2 separate regions of the Pan troglodytes genome follow, and region 1 is linked to region 2. A link is a contact called in public HiChIP or PLAC-seq data. All regions are on one chromosome and are shown on one strand. The core of a region is the stretch at or near the end of the contact, and the rest is flanking DNA. Distances in the headings are between cores, read along the strand shown. Region 1 holds the start of CYC1 (cytochrome c1). Region 2 holds the start of SCRIB (scribble planar cell polarity protein).

Region 1 (7,136 bases), core at 4,306-6,805, 270 kb after region 2:
TTGGTCAGGCTGGTCTCAAACTCCCGACCTCAGGTGATCCACCTGCCTCAGCCTCCCAAAGTGCTGGGATTACAGGTGTGAGCCACCACACCCAGACCTGCTAGTATCCATCTTGTAGATTACAGCCATCCTAGTGGGTGTGAAGTGGCATCGCATTTTCATTTTGATTTGCATTTACCTAATGATTAATGAAACTAAAGCATCTTTTCATGTTATTATTGGCAGTTGGTATATATATATATATATGTTTCTTTTTTTTTTTGAGACAGAGTTTTACTCTTGTTACCCAGGCTGGAGTGCAGTGGCACGATCTCGGCTCACTGCAACCTCCACCTGCTGGGTTCAAGTGATTCTCCTGCTTCAGCCTCCTGAGTAGCTGGGATTACAGGTGCGTGACACCACGCCCAGCTAATTTTTGTATTTTTAGTAGAGATGGGGTTTCACATGTTGGCCAGGCTAGTCTTTAACTCCTGACCTAGTGAGCCACCCACCTCAGCCTCCCAAAGTGCTGGGATTACAGGCGTGAGCCACCGCGCCTGGCCTGCCTGTTTTATTCTGAGAATTTTCTGGCTTTAGGTCTTAAACTTAGATCTTTGATTATTTTTCAGTTCTCGTAAATGGTGTATAAATGATGTGAGGTAAAGGAGCCAACTTCATTCATTCATTGACATTTGTTTTGCAAATCGTTGGCTTTTTGTTTTTGTTTTTTGGTTCTTTTTTTTTTTTTTTTTTTTTGAGATGGAGTTTTGCTCTTGTTGCCCAGGCTGTAGTGCAATGGCTCAATCATGGCTCACTGCAACCTCCGCCTCCCAGGTTCAAGCGATTCTCCTGCCTCAGCCTCCCAAATAGCTGGGATTACAGGCATGCACCACCACGCCCAGCTAATATTGTATTTTTAGTAGAGATGGGGTTTCTCCATGTTGGTCAGCCTGGTCTCGAACTCCCGACCTCAGGTGATCCCCCCCCACCTCGACCTCCCAAAGTGCTGGGATTACAGGCATGAGCCACCGTGCCTGGCTGTTTTGTTTGTTTTGAGATAGGGTCTCAACTCTGTTGCCTAGGCTGGATCGCAGTGGCATGATCACAGCTCATTGCAGCTTTGACCTCCCCAGGCTCAGGTGATGCTCCCACCTCACCCGCCTGAGTAGCTGGGACCACAGACGTGCATCACTCTTGGCTTTTTTAAGACAGGGTTTTGCCATATTGCCCAGGCTGGTCTCCTGGGCACAAGCAATCTACCTGCCTTGGCCTCCCAAAGTGCTGGGATCACAGGCATCAGCCAGCATGCCCAGCCATGTTTGCATTTGAATATCCAATTGTCCCAGAACCATTTGCTGGAGAGAGTCTTCTTTCTCCATTGGTCTCAGTACCCTTGTAAAAAAAAATCAAATGACCATAGATGTATAGTCATAGACTTTATTTGTGGACTCTCAATTCTATTCCATTGATCTATATGCCTATCCTTTTGTCAGTACTAAAACCTACTATAAACCTACAGTAATCAAGTTTTGAAATTGGGTGATATAAGTCTTCCAACTGTTTCACCATGTTAGCCAGACTGTTCTCGAACTCCTGACCTCAGGTGATCCGCCTGCCCTGGCATCCTGATGTGCTGGGATTACTGGCGTTAGCCACTTCACCCAGCAAGCCTCCATGGTTTGAGAGGAGAAATCTTTTGTTAATTTTGTTGAGAATTCTTTTTTCTTTCTTTCTTTTTGCATTTATTATTACTTTTTTTTTTTTTTTTTCTGAGAAGGAGTTTTGCTCTTGTTGTCCAGGCTGGAGTGCAATGGTCCAATCTTGGCTTACTGCAACCTCCACCTCCCGGGTTCAAGCGAGTCTCCTCCCTCAGCCTCTGGAGTAGCTGGGATTACAGGTGCATGCCACCAGGCCCAGCTAATTTTTTTTGTATTTTTAGTAGAGACATGGTTTTGCCATATTGGCCAGTCTGGTCTCGAACTCCTGACCTCAGGTGATCTGCCTGGCTCGGGCTCCTGAAGTGCTAAGATTACAGGAGTGAGCCACCGTGCCCGGCCAAGAATTATTTTTATGTGATGAGTCACTTCTCTCTTGCTGCTTTCAAGATTCTTTGTCTTTCAACAATTTGTTATGTGTCTCCTTTAGTTTATTCTACTTAGTGTTTGTTTAACAAAAAAACTAGATGTGCAGATTCATGTTTTTCATGAAATATGGCATGTTTTTGGCCTTTTTTTTTTTTTTTTTTTTGAGACAGAGTTTCACTCTTGTTTCCCAGGCTGGAGTGCAATGGTGCAATCTTGGCTCGCTGCAACCTCCACCTCCAGGTTCAAGCAATTCTCCTGCCTCAGCCTCCCAAGTATCTGGGATTACAGGTATGCACCACCATGCCTGGCTAATTTTGTATTTTTAGTAGAGACAGGGTTTCTCCATGTTGGTCAGGCTGGTTTCGAACTCTCGACCTCATGTGATCTGCCCACTTCGGCCTCCCAGAGTGCTGGGATTACAGGCATGTGCCACGACACCTGGCTAATTTTGTATTTTTAGTAGAGTCGAGGTTTCTTCATGTTGGTCAGACTGGTTTTGAACTCTCGACCTCAGGTGATCTGCCTGCCTCGGCCTCCCAAAGTGCTAGGATTACAGGTGTGAGCTACTGTGCCCAGCCTTGGCCATTTTTTTTTTTTTTAAGTATTCTTACTCCTTTCTCTGTCTAGTCTACTCCTGGGACTGAAATTATGCATATGTTGGTATGCTTAATAGTGTCCCACAGGTCTCTGAGGCCCAGTTCATATTTCTTTCTTTTTTTAAATTTCTCTTCCTCAGACTTCCCTTTGTATAGAGCCTCAAGGTCAGCCAGAGGTGAGAGTTTAGGGCTTTTTCAGGTCTCTCCTGAGTATATATCCATAGTCCTCCGTGTGTATATGACCTGTATTCCCAAAAATGTTTTGGGCTTTTCAAAGCGCCTGTGGACATCTCATTCCCTTGCTCTTCCTTTTTAGCTTTTTGTTTAGTCTATTGTTTGTGGCAACTGTTATCCATCACCTCAGGCAGCTGGCACTGGGCAAGCCCTGAGCCAATGTGGTAGGAGTCTTCTAGGCAGCCATCAGACACGTTCAATAACGGAGGTTCTGTGTGAATGAGGGCATCTTGCTCCCACAGTAACTAGGAATGTAGGTTCTTATTTCCAAGATTACCACTGAGCTGGAGAGCAGGGTTGAACCAGGGAAAGCTACAACCCACAAAGGCCACTGTTCTTACTGATAGTCACCTGTTTAATTGAATAACACCCCCTGGGATGACGACAGCCTTTGATTAATTTCCATAGCTCTGTAAAAGTTGATTCTGATCATTTTTGCTATGTTTTTCTTGCTCTTATTGGGTGAGGGGTGGGCACATTTTTTAGGGGTCTTTCTCCATTTTCACTGACAACTAATTTTGGATTTTTATTTTATTTTTTATTTTATTTTTTCTTGAGATAGAGTTTCGTTCTTGTTGCCAGGCTGGAGTGCAGTGGCGTGATCTCTGCTCACCGCAAACTCTGCCTCCTGGGTTCAAGCGCTTCTCCTGCCTCAGCCTCTGGAGTAGCTGGGATTACAAGCATGCACCACCACACCTGGCTAATTTTGTATTTTTAGTAGAGATGGTGTGTAGAAAGTAAAAAGTTTCCTCTTCAAAGTTTCCCTTCTTGTTAAAGAATAAATCGTAAGTGTTAGAAATAATAGTTTCTTTTACAGACTAACTTCCTTCAAGCCTCCTTGTTTTGTGCTAATAATTCTTTTCTTTTCTTTTTTTATTATACTTTAAGTTCTAGGGTACATGTGCACAATGTGCAGGTTTGTTACAGATGTATACATGTGCCATGGTGTGCTGCACCCATTAACTCGTCATTTACATTAGGTATATCTCCTAATGCTATCCCTCCCCTCTCCCCCACCCCACAACAGGCCCCGGTGTGTGATGTTCCCCTTCCCATGTCCAAGTGTTCTCATTGTTCAATTCCCACCTATGAGTGAGAACATGTGGTGTTTGGTTTTGCTAATAATTCTTTAGGCTCTATCCTATGTAGCTGTTAAACATGCTCACAGGCAGGTAGTACATTCTATGTCCTTGTACCTTAACCAAAATATTTGTGCTGGACGTGCTCACAGGCACATTCCAGCTCACAGCCTGTGCCCCTTCCCTATTTGGCATAAGCAACTTACTCTTTTCCTCTGTTCTCCCTTGCCTTTATCTATTTAGAAAAGTTTTAAATTATTAGCCAGTCGAGTTTTAGTTTAGATTGTGCCATCTGGCTCTAGCCAATGGAGACAGGACACAGTAGCAGGGACAAGCTGTGTAAGGGATAAAAATAGCTTCTCTCCTTTATTCAGGTGTGCTCTCACCATTTTTCCATCCGTGAGGTGCACCCTTTCTGCAGAAAGTAAAATTGCCTTGCTGAGAGAACTTTTTGTCTGAATGCTGATCTTTCCTTATGGTACCAGGGAACAAGCATTCTGTTTCTAAATAAACATTTTACATATAACACAGGGTTTCTCCATGTTGGTCAGGCTGGTCTCAAACTCACGACCTCAAGTGACCTGCGGCCTCCCAAAGTGCTGGGATTACAGGCGTGAGCCACCACACCCAGCCTAGTTTTTAAATTTTATTTGCTTTTTTTTTTTCTTGAGAGGGAGTCTTCCGTCTGTCATCCAGGCTGGAGTGCAGTGGCACGATCTCTACTCACTGCAACCTCCGCCTCCCGGGTTCAAGCGATTCTCCTGCCTCAGCCTCCCAGAGTAGCTGGGACTACAGGCGCGCGCCACCACGCCTGGCTAATTTTTGTATTTTCAGTAGAGACAAGGTTTCACCATGTTGACCAGGATGGTCTCCATCTTTTGACCTCGTGATCTGCCCGCCCCACCCTCCCAAAGTGCTGGGATTACAGCGTGAGCCACAGCGCCCGGCCTTTGCTTACTTTTTAAATATTTTACAATAAAAATATTCTCACATAACAAGATCATATTTACTTACTTTTTTGAGACGAGGTCTCGCTCGATATCGCCCAGGCTGGAGTGCAGTGGCGATCTCGGCTCACTGCAGTCTCCACCTCCGGGGCTCAAGCGATCCTCCCGCCTCAGCTTCCCAAAGCGCTAGGACCCAAGGCGCGCATCACGCGTCGGGCCATGAGTCAAGGGAATGAAGGAGAACAGGGTGCTCAGCCTGGGGGCCCAGCCTCCCGCTGTCACGCGCTGCCTGCGGCCGAGACCCCTGCCCGCGCCCTCTGCCGGGCTGCCCTCCAAGCCGCCCTTTCTCTGGAGGTCCTCAACCTGCAGGGGCACCCTCCACCCGGCCATCGCGCAGCCTGGGAAGGTGGAGAAAAGGAGCGTCGGGGTCTCGGAGGCGGCGTGGGAAACGCCGGGCGGAGCGTGGCGCTGTCACGGCAACAGAGAGACGCGACGGGGCCCCGCCCCACCGCCAGTTTCCACGACAACCCAAAGAGTGTGGGGAGGCAGGCGGTGCCCCGGCCCCTGACTGACGCGACCCGGGCCAGCGCGCTTCGTCCCCGCCCACCCGACAGGCCCCGCCCCCAAGCCCGGCCCCGCCCCGCGCTCCCCGGCTTTCGCGAGGTTTTGACTCTCGTGGCGCCCCAGGGGCCGACGGGAGTGGCGGCCGCGCGGAGGAGGCCAAGATGGCGGCAGCTGCGGCTTCGCTTCGCGGGGTAGTGTTGGGCCCGCGGGGTGCGGGGCTCCCGGGCGCGCGTGCCCGGGGTCTGCTGTGCAGCGCGCGGCCCGGGCAGCTCCCGCTACGGACACCTCAGGTGAGCGCTGGGCCGGGCCCCGGCCTCCGCGCGGCCCCGCATCTCCGTGAAGGTCACGGCGGGGAGGCTGCGGGCGCGGGCCTGGGCAGCGCGGAAGCGGTACCGGCCACCCAGCGTCCCCGGTCCCAGCTGCCTGCCGACCTTGAGCGTGTGGGATCAGGGCTGGGCGCCCACCTCTCCGAACGGCAGAGAGCCCGTCCCCAGCGTGGGGGTTGGCGGGACGGGCTAGCTGCCGTGGCGGGGCTGGGGCTTTCCCGAATGGCGCGCCCAGGACGGCTCTTGCGGCTGGCTGTCCAAACTGGGCCCGCGTCCTGAAGTGACCCCAGCCTGATCTCGGCCAGCTGCTTGTGACCTTGGCCTGTCCCAGCACCCTTGGTCACTTCGGTCTGATCCCCGGCTCAGGATCCAGGAACACCCTCTCCTGAGAGCGAATCACGGTCTAGGGGTCAGCGGCGGAGAGGGATGGGGTGGGTAGTGGGACAGGGTGTGCGTCTGGTGCCCTGCAGAAGGAGGCCATTGCTGGGTGGAGAGGTGGGCGCTGAGAGTCAGATCCCCAGGTAGGGCTGGGTGGTGTCCTGGCAGGCGCTGAGCGGAGATCTTGCAGGCAGTGGCCTTGTCGTCGAAGTCTGGCCTTTCCCGAGGCCGGAAAGTGATGCTGTCAGCGCTGGGCATGCTGGCGGCAGGGGGTGCGGGGCTGGCCGTGGCTCTGCATTCGGCTGTGAGTGCCAGTGACCTGGAGCTGCACCCCCCCAGCTATCCGTGGTCTCACCGTGGCCTCCTCTCTTCCTTGGACCACACCAGGTGTGCAGCTGGCTGGCTGGCTGGCAGCGGGAGGTTCTGGGTGGAGCTGGTAAGGTGGAATCTTCAGCTTTCCTAACCCTTTCCCTCTCTCCAGCATCCGGAGGGGTTTCCAGGTATATAAGCAGGTGTGCGCCTCCTGCCACAGCATGGACTTCGTGGCCTACCGCCACCTGGTGGGCGTGTGCTACACGGAGGATGAAGCTAAGGAGCTGGCTGCGGAGGTGTGGGGTCTGGGGATGCCTGGGACCCAGGGCTCAGGGCTCCCACTGTTGAGATGGCAGGGTTGTGATGAGGCTCTCGGTGGCAGGTGGAGGTTCAAGACGGCCCCAATGAAGATGGGGAGATGTTCATGCGGCCAGGGAAGCTATTCGACTATTTCCCAAAACCATACCCCAACAGTGAGGCTGCTCGAGCGGCCAACAACGGAGCATTGCCCCCTGACCTCAGCTACATCGTGCGAGCTAGGTACACGGGCTGCCCATGGGGTGGTGCTGGAGAGATGGGGGAAGGGCTGACTTGTGCTTGGAACTAAGGAGCCATGGATCTGGTCCTAGGCATGGTG
Region 2 (7,183 bases), core at 4,386-6,885:
AGGTGCCGATGACACCCACGGCAGTTCCACCAGAGACCCTACCCCACAACCAAACCCCATTCCCTGTGCTCCCAGGCACACCCACCACTGGTTCTCCCCATACTCCAGCCCCACAGACCTGCCCTGCACGACCCGCACGTCCACCCTGGCACCCTTCACCCAGCTGGCCCTGCAGCTCCATGTCCCTGAACCCTGTCACCAGCCTCATCTCCTGCTCCTTCTCTGTGCTGCCCTGGCCCTCACAGCCCCACTCCCAGGATGGACCGGACCACCACAGCTCCCGGGGCAGTGGCCCGCCAGGTTGCCATGGCTCCATGCCCACCTCCTCCGCAGACAAGGGCGACCCAGAGTCTGGCTGGCAAGGGCAGGCATCGCTCCGCCGCCCCTCGATGCTCCTCTTCATCACCTTGAGCTCGCTGGGGTGAGGTGTGGCCCGGCGCTGTAGGCCCTGTGGTAGGGGTAGGGACAAGGATGAGCAGCAGCCACAGGGCAGGGGTCAGGCAGAGGTTCGCCCCCTAGATCCCCACCCTCATACCCGCTTCTCAGCTGCAGCTTCCTCAGCGTCCTCATCACCTATGGGGGCCTCCAGGAACTGGATGACGCTGACGCGGCTCGGCGGGGCATCGCTCCAGGTCTCCGAGAGGCTCCCCTGCTGCCCAGCATCCTCTGCAGCAGGTGAGCGTCAGGACCCAGGCTAGTCCCCAAGCCCTTCCTGAGAGCCACCCCGCGCTAAGCACCAGTTGCCAACAACCTACCGAGGCTGGGTGGGGGCTGCTGGGGCAGCAAGTAGCAGGTGAGCACCTTCTCGCCGGTCCGGGCATCATCCTCCGTCTGGAACCGGAGCATGGGCTGCGCCTGGTTCTCTGCCAGCCACAGGGCCTTGAGATTGAGGTGGGTGAGCGCGAACGGCAGACTCTGCAGGCTGCGGGCCGGGCGGGCACAGTCAGCAGGCGTCGGGGCCACGGTTAGGCCCGCGGGGCAAGGCTGGCACTCACCGGTTCCCCGCCACGTCCAGCACGTGCAGCTCTGCCGTGTGGGCCAGCTCTGGTGGCAGAACGGCCAGGCGGTTGTCCCTCAAGGAGAGGACGCTGAGTGCCACACAGCCCCCGATCTCGGGCGGCAGTGCCTCGAGGTGGTTCCGGTCCACGTTGAGGTTGGTCAGCTTAGTCAGCTTTCCCAGGGAGCGGGGCAGGGCCTGGCCAAGAAGAGGAGGTCAGAGGACGCTAGGGGCTTGCTGGGGGTGGGAAGGAGATGACAGCCCCTGGCAGGAGGGCACAGACACCCCAGGCCAGCTCCAGCCAGGGTCCCTCACAGCCCCGGGAGACCGGGACAAGGACCTGACCACAGAAGCTGTCTCCACCCCACTTCGTGCCCTCTGCTCCCCAAGCTCTGCCCACTGCCCTCAGCCTTCAGTCCCCACCACCAAAACACCCCACCAGGTCATCCCTGACCCTCTCCCATGGGTGCCCTGGACTGACCTGCGAGGCTGCGCCCTGTGAGCCTGTCTGGTGCCCCACTGGTCTGCCCTGTCATCCCTAGGGCTCCCCAGGCCCCCAGTTCCAGCCTGCCTGCTCAGGGCCAGCCCCTTCCCAGGGCCCTGAACCCCAGAGTCCCTTTCTCCATCTCCCCAGTGAGGAACCCCCATGGAAACTCCCATGAACACCCTCCCCACGGCTAGCTCCTGTTTCCCAGCCTGGGTATGGGGATAGCAACACCACCGTCCCGAACCGTGGCCTGGGGCCTCAGCTTGCCCTGCTTTGTGAGGGGCAGGCAGACGCCCCTGGGGAGCAGCCTGCTCTCCATCTGTCTTCCCTACAGACAAGTAAGTTCCCATTCCTGCCTCTTCTGTAACCACTCCCCAGTGTTACAACATACACCGATAAACACGAGACCTAGATTCTTCACGGTAAACGGCAAAGGCCCCTGCCCTGGCCTCACTGCCCCGCCTCACCTCCGGCCAGCATGCTCCCCCTCTGACAAGAGAAGAGCCCTTCCTGAGTGGCTCCACGTCAGGCTGCCACCAGCACCCCCCAGCAGCACACACAGGCTGATGCCCTGTCCTTGTTCTGCACCCCCGACGGCCCCATCCTTTCTGCCTCCCGAGCCAGACCCTACCATCAGCAGGTTCTCCGTGAGGATCAGCTCAGAGAGGTTCTCACAGTCCCCGATGGCCTCAGTCACCTCGCACAGCCGATTCTGGTCTACCTTTAGGATGGATAGCTGCTTCAGCTGACCTGGCGTCGGGGAAACAGGGGGACAAGGCTGAGCATGGTCCCCAGACATGCCTTACCCACCTGGCCAGAAGCGCCCTCAAGGCAGATAGCAAGGCCCCCAGCCCCTCTTGCCGCCGCCGTACTTCGGGAGGACCCTACCTACCTTGCCCCCACAAGCCTGACCCAACCTCCTTCGAGAAAACACCAGGCCCCAGTGGCACTGCCACCCTTCCGCCCTCACAGACTCCACCGCCCCCTCCAGCACCACCAACTGCCTCCTCAGCCTTCTGGGCTGCCCCAGGGTCCCACCTCCCCTCCCCAGGGACAGCTCCCAGAGCCTGGGCACACTCAGGATCCTCCCGTGTTCCACACCACACACAGCCCCGACGCCCCACGCTCCTCCCAGGGCCAGGCTCTGTGTGCCCCACCCAGGCACCCCCAGGCACACTAACCGATGCCATCGGGCAGCCTCCGCAGCAGGTTCTGGGACAGCAGCAGGTCAGTGAGCAGCACCAGCCCGCCGAGCTCAGCAGGCAGCTCCTCCAGCCGGTTTTCCGACACGTCCAGGCACACCAGGCGCCGCAGGTTCCCGAGCTCCTGCAGGCGGGCAGAGAGTCAGAGCGCGGATGGGCACGAAGCAGGGGGCCAGCCCCACCCTGACTCACCGGGGGCAGTGCTGACAGCTGGTTCCGGTCAAGCCACAGCTCCCGAAGATTGGGCAGAGCCCCCAGAGTGTCTGGCTGCAAGAAGGAACAGAGAGAATAGTGACTATGAGACAAAGCCTCCTGCTGCACCGTGCTCAAGAGACTATACGCCCCCACACCCAGCTCCCACCCGCCTGCCCTCCCGAGGTGCCCCTTGCTGTCGGATCTGCTCGCTGTCCCCTTCTTTGCCCTTGCTTCCGTGGCCCGCCCTCCGGTCTCTGCCCTGTCAGGCCTCCACGCACCAGCACTTCCAGATCGTTGCCTCCCAGATCCAGCTGTTCCAGCTTGACCAGAAATGACAGGGACCTGCAGAGGAAGCAGGGTGGAGGTGTGGCCACGCAGCCCTGGTCCCTGGGCTGTGGCCCTCCCCTGGCTGTTAGGAGAATGCCTGTCACACTCACGCTGGCAGGGACTTGAGCAGGTTCTCCCGGAGCTCCAGGGTCACCAGGTTGGCGAGGCTGAAAGAGAGACCAGGCGCTGGGGCAAGAGGAAGGAAAGCAGTGGCGGCAGGGGCAGGGCCAATCCAAGTCCCCCACCCCACCCTAGCTCCACCTGAGAAGGCACTCACTTGCCCACGTCCCCGGGCAGTGCCTGCAGAGACACATCATTCAGGGCCAGGTGAGCCAGGCTGCGCAGCTGAGTGAAGCCATCAGGGAGCCTGGATGGGAGGAAGCAGAGGCCCTCGGATGACCAGTCCAGGGCTGTGGGACCCATAGCCCCTACCGACCCCACCACAGGCTGCCACCCACCTGGAGAGGGGGTTCCCACTGAAGTCCGCGATCTCCAGAGCCTTGCAGAACTTGATGCTCTCCGGGATCTCAGGGATATCTGTCACAGAGGGTCACAGAGGACAGATGCCATGGCCTGCAGGACGTCTGCAGCCCCAGCGGACACTCCCCAGACCCCACCCAGCCCCTGCCCAGGCTCCCCACCGTTCCGGGACACGTCCAGCTCCACCAGCTGCATGAAGTTGGCCACCTCGGGAGGCAACCGCTGGATCTCGTTGTCGCTCAGGCCCAGCTTGCGCAAGTTCAGCAGCCGGAAAAAAGGCTGTGGGCAGGGAGGACACGGACTCTGTGGCAGAGACCACTCCAGAGCAGAGAAGAGCTCCTGGACACGTGAGTGTCACAAGTCAAGGGTCCCTAGGCCTCTGTCTGCTCCAGGTCACACCGGGTCCTGGGGTCTAACCACGACACCCCATTTGTGGCAAAAAAAGGAAAGAAACACACGGTGCACACGCCCACTGTGGCTGCCTCCCTCTACTCTTCACACCAGCCTCCACTCTGAGAAGACACCTGCTGGCGACCAGACAAAGCCCCAATTCTCTGCTCTGTGTCTTACCTCAGGGCCCACCCAGCCCCTGAACCACTTCTGCCACCCTCCAGGGGCCCACACTGGCCTCTGCTACTGCATCCCGACAACAAGCCTGGCCTGGTTCTGCAGCAAGAACTCAGTAAACGCTCCCCACAATAACACAGTACCACAGGCACAGTGCTATGCGCGAGGCCTGCAGGTGGCCACAGAGGACCGAGCTGTCACTGCCACGGCCAGAACAGGGTCACATTCTTTGGGACACCCAACCCCTAGGTACTAATCACCCAGCACCGCATCTCCAGAAAAGAGATACTTTTTAATCTGCTTTCTCCAGCCTCCTTTCTTGTAGCAGCCTTAGGAGAGCACCTGACCACGAGAAGCAAGGGCAAAGAAAGGGGGACAGCGAACAGATCCGAGAGCAAAGAGTACATCCAAAGGGCTCCCCCACTCACCCCTGCACCCAGCAAAAAAGGAGAGGAGGTCGGGACCCCACCTCCAGAGCGGCCCAAGAAGCTAGTACTCATCAGCCACCTGAATCCAAGTTCCACCCTAACCCCATCCACCTCCCTGAATCCCCACGGGTTTCACTCTGAGGCTCCGCCTCCAGGCTCGGTGACAATCGCTATCCCCAGGCAAGCACCTGATGACCGCTGCCACCTGCGCCAGCCAGGGCGGCTGGGAGAGAAGGGTGGGGCTGGCTGGGGTGGGGACCTGGCCAGTGCAAACCAGAAGGGCCGGCTGGAGGCTGCGGTGGCTCGCCCGGGCAGATTCTGCCGCCGGAGGAATCAAGGGCTGGGGGCGCGCCTTTGGGCTGCAGGTGCGGGCGGCCGCTCACCTTGGGCAGCTCGCGCAGCTGGTTGGCGTCGAGCAGCAGCTCCTCCAGGCTGCGGCTGTAGCGGTAGATCTCCTCCGGCACGGCCTGCAGCGAACAGTGCCGCTTGTCCACCGACTCCACGTGCCGGTTGCAGCGCCACAGCGGGATGCACTTGAGCATGGTGCGGGTGGGCGGCGCGGGCTCCGGCGGCGGCGCTCGGCGGGCTCGGGGCCGGGGGGCGGGGCTCAGTCCGCATGGGCGCCGCGCATGGGGAGGGGGCGCAGGCAGGGGGCGGGCCGCCCGAGACTGGACGGGGACGCGGCCGCGGCCGGCGCTGGGCCCGGCCCGCGCTCGGAACGCGCGGAACGCTCGGACTGCGGGCCTGGGCAGGGGGCGCGGCCCGGCGGGTCTCAGACTCTTAGGAAGCGCGGGGAGCGGCGGCGGCGGCGGCTCCGCATCCCGCTTGGTCCTGCTCAGCTCGTCCCGCCCGCTCGTCCGCCCGCTGTGCCGCACCGGAACCGCCGCTGCCCGCCGGACTGCCCCGCCGACACCCACCCGGCCGCCGCGCAGCCCGTCGGGAAGCCGAGTCCGGCCCTCGCCGCCTAACACGCCCGGACTGCGGCCCCCAGAAGGCCCCGCGCGCCGCCGCCTCTGAGGACCCGTAGCGGCACCGCGCAAAGCGTGCCGGGAAGCCGGGCCCGCCCCGCGCGCGGGATATTGGGAGCTGCAATCCACGACAGGCGGCGCCCTCCGCCCTCCGGTCTTCAGCCCGGCCCCTGGCCCCGCGGCATTTGGCCACGAATCTTAACGCACAGCCTCCTCCCGGGAAGCGACTATGCCCGCCCGCCCGCCTTGGACGGCCGGCTCTGCGGCACAAAAGCACTGGCAGCGCGCGCTCTCCAGCGGGTCGCGGTGTCCCGGCGCCCAGCCTTCTCTCAGCACCACCCTGCGGGGACGGCTGCGAGCCCGCGCCCGAGAGCCTGGCGCCCCAGGCAGCCCCGCCCACCCAGCCGCCGCCACCCGCGGGACGGGGCCCCGGGCGCCAACCCCCTGCCCAGGTCTCGCCCACGGCGGGCCCCTCCTGCCAACAGGAAGCAGGTCCAGAGACCCCCCCAACCCTGCCTCCTCGCCCTAGACCCCCTAAGGACACACGCCCAGGATCGGTGACAGGACCGACGGCAGACACATGGACGTTCAGGGCCAGCAGCATCCGCACCTTTATCCGCACCGTAGGCTGGGCTGGGCAGAGCGCGCCTGGCCCCGGGGACACCACTGTATCACTATAAAACCCAGAGGAAACAAGGAACAAGTGCAAGTCCGGGGAGAGGGACCACTGTCACGCAGAGAGGTCACTGTTATCAAAACGCTCCTGGTCGTACACTTCAGCCACCACCTTGCGGCCAGCAAACCAGCGGCCATTGAGGGCCTGGATGGCCTTATGAGTCTCGGAGGCTATGGAAAACTCCACAAAGATCTTGACAATGATTTCCGCATCCTCCTCCTCGCCTTGTTTCTCTTGGTAGATGATGACGCGGTTCACGGCCCCGAACTTGCCACACTCCTCTGTCACCTCCCCTTCCAGGTCATCATCGATGTCCTTGGGGTCCACCATGTTGCGCAGAACCATCACTGTAGACTGTGGGGGCAGGGCCGAGGGGAAGACAGCTGAGCACTGCGGCCCCGCCCCCCTACCCTCCCCCCCGCCACCACCCTGCCCCTCTGCCTACCTCCTGCTTGCGGAGCAGCTTCTGCATCACCATGTGGCGGGCGCTACTGCCCGAGATGCTCATGTGCTCCTGCTCGCTCAGCATCTCTGGCCGCTCTGACTCGGGAAACAGCTCCTCTTCTTCCTTCTCCTTCTTGGGCTCCAGGAGACCCAGCGTTGGAGGGCTGGCCAGGATGGGGTTCACCACTCCCACCGAGGGGATGGTGACCGGGATAGGAGGACGGGCTGGGGTCACACCTGCAGGAAAACCAACCAGGTCCATCAGTCACTCCCTACCACCCCCCTTCCCAGAAAGGCACAGAGCTGGCCTGCCCTGGGCTCAGAGGGTTGTGCCCAGACCACCAGGGCCAGGCAGCTGAGGGCAGCGAGCCTAGAGATGCCAGGACAGGAGAGGAGAGGATCTGGTACCACT

The links. HiChIP or PLAC-seq counts read pairs in DNA pulled down with a chosen protein or histone mark.
Region 1: a contact with region 2 is called in an H3K4me3 HiChIP or PLAC-seq map of stem cell-derived excitatory neurons, with 2.2 times the contacts expected there. The contact joins the promoter of CYC1 here to the promoter of SCRIB in region 2. A contact is called at or near these places in 1 of 7 Hi-C or Micro-C datasets (stem cell-derived neural progenitor cells) and 1 of 1 datasets of contacts at active chromatin or transcription factors (stem cell-derived excitatory neurons).

What each region holds. Positions count from the first base shown.
Region 1 is chr7:154,449,223-154,456,358 of NHGRI_mPanTro3-v2.0_pri, forward strand. It overlaps CYC1 (cytochrome c1), which reads left to right and starts at 5,556. Exons shown (of 7, transcript XM_528263.8): 1 at 5,556-5,773; 2 at 6,378-6,574; 3 at 6,669-6,795; 4 at 6,882-7,039; 5 at 7,129-7,136. The coding sequence starts at 5,645. LOC134810695 (a long non-coding RNA gene) reads left to right here. Exons shown (of 3, transcript XR_010159343.1): 2 at 2,255-2,351; 3 at 3,456-3,695.
Region 2 is chr7:154,176,772-154,183,954 of NHGRI_mPanTro3-v2.0_pri, forward strand. It overlaps SCRIB (scribble planar cell polarity protein), which reads right to left and starts at 5,636. Exons shown (of 36, transcript XM_054657567.1): 1 at 5,067-5,636; 2 at 3,850-3,967; 3 at 3,667-3,745; 4 at 3,486-3,575; 5 at 3,319-3,375; 6 at 3,160-3,223; 7 at 2,879-2,953; 8 at 2,666-2,810; 9 at 2,116-2,234; 10 at 996-1,195; 11 at 756-922; 12 at 536-666; 13 at 323-448. The coding sequence starts at 5,225. It overlaps PUF60 (poly(U) binding splicing factor 60), which reads right to left. Exons shown (of 9, transcript XM_054657572.2): 8 at 6,773-7,008; 9 at 6,239-6,681. The coding sequence ends at 6,382. MIR937 (microRNA mir-937) reads right to left here and starts at 2,891; the gene lies at 2,807-2,891.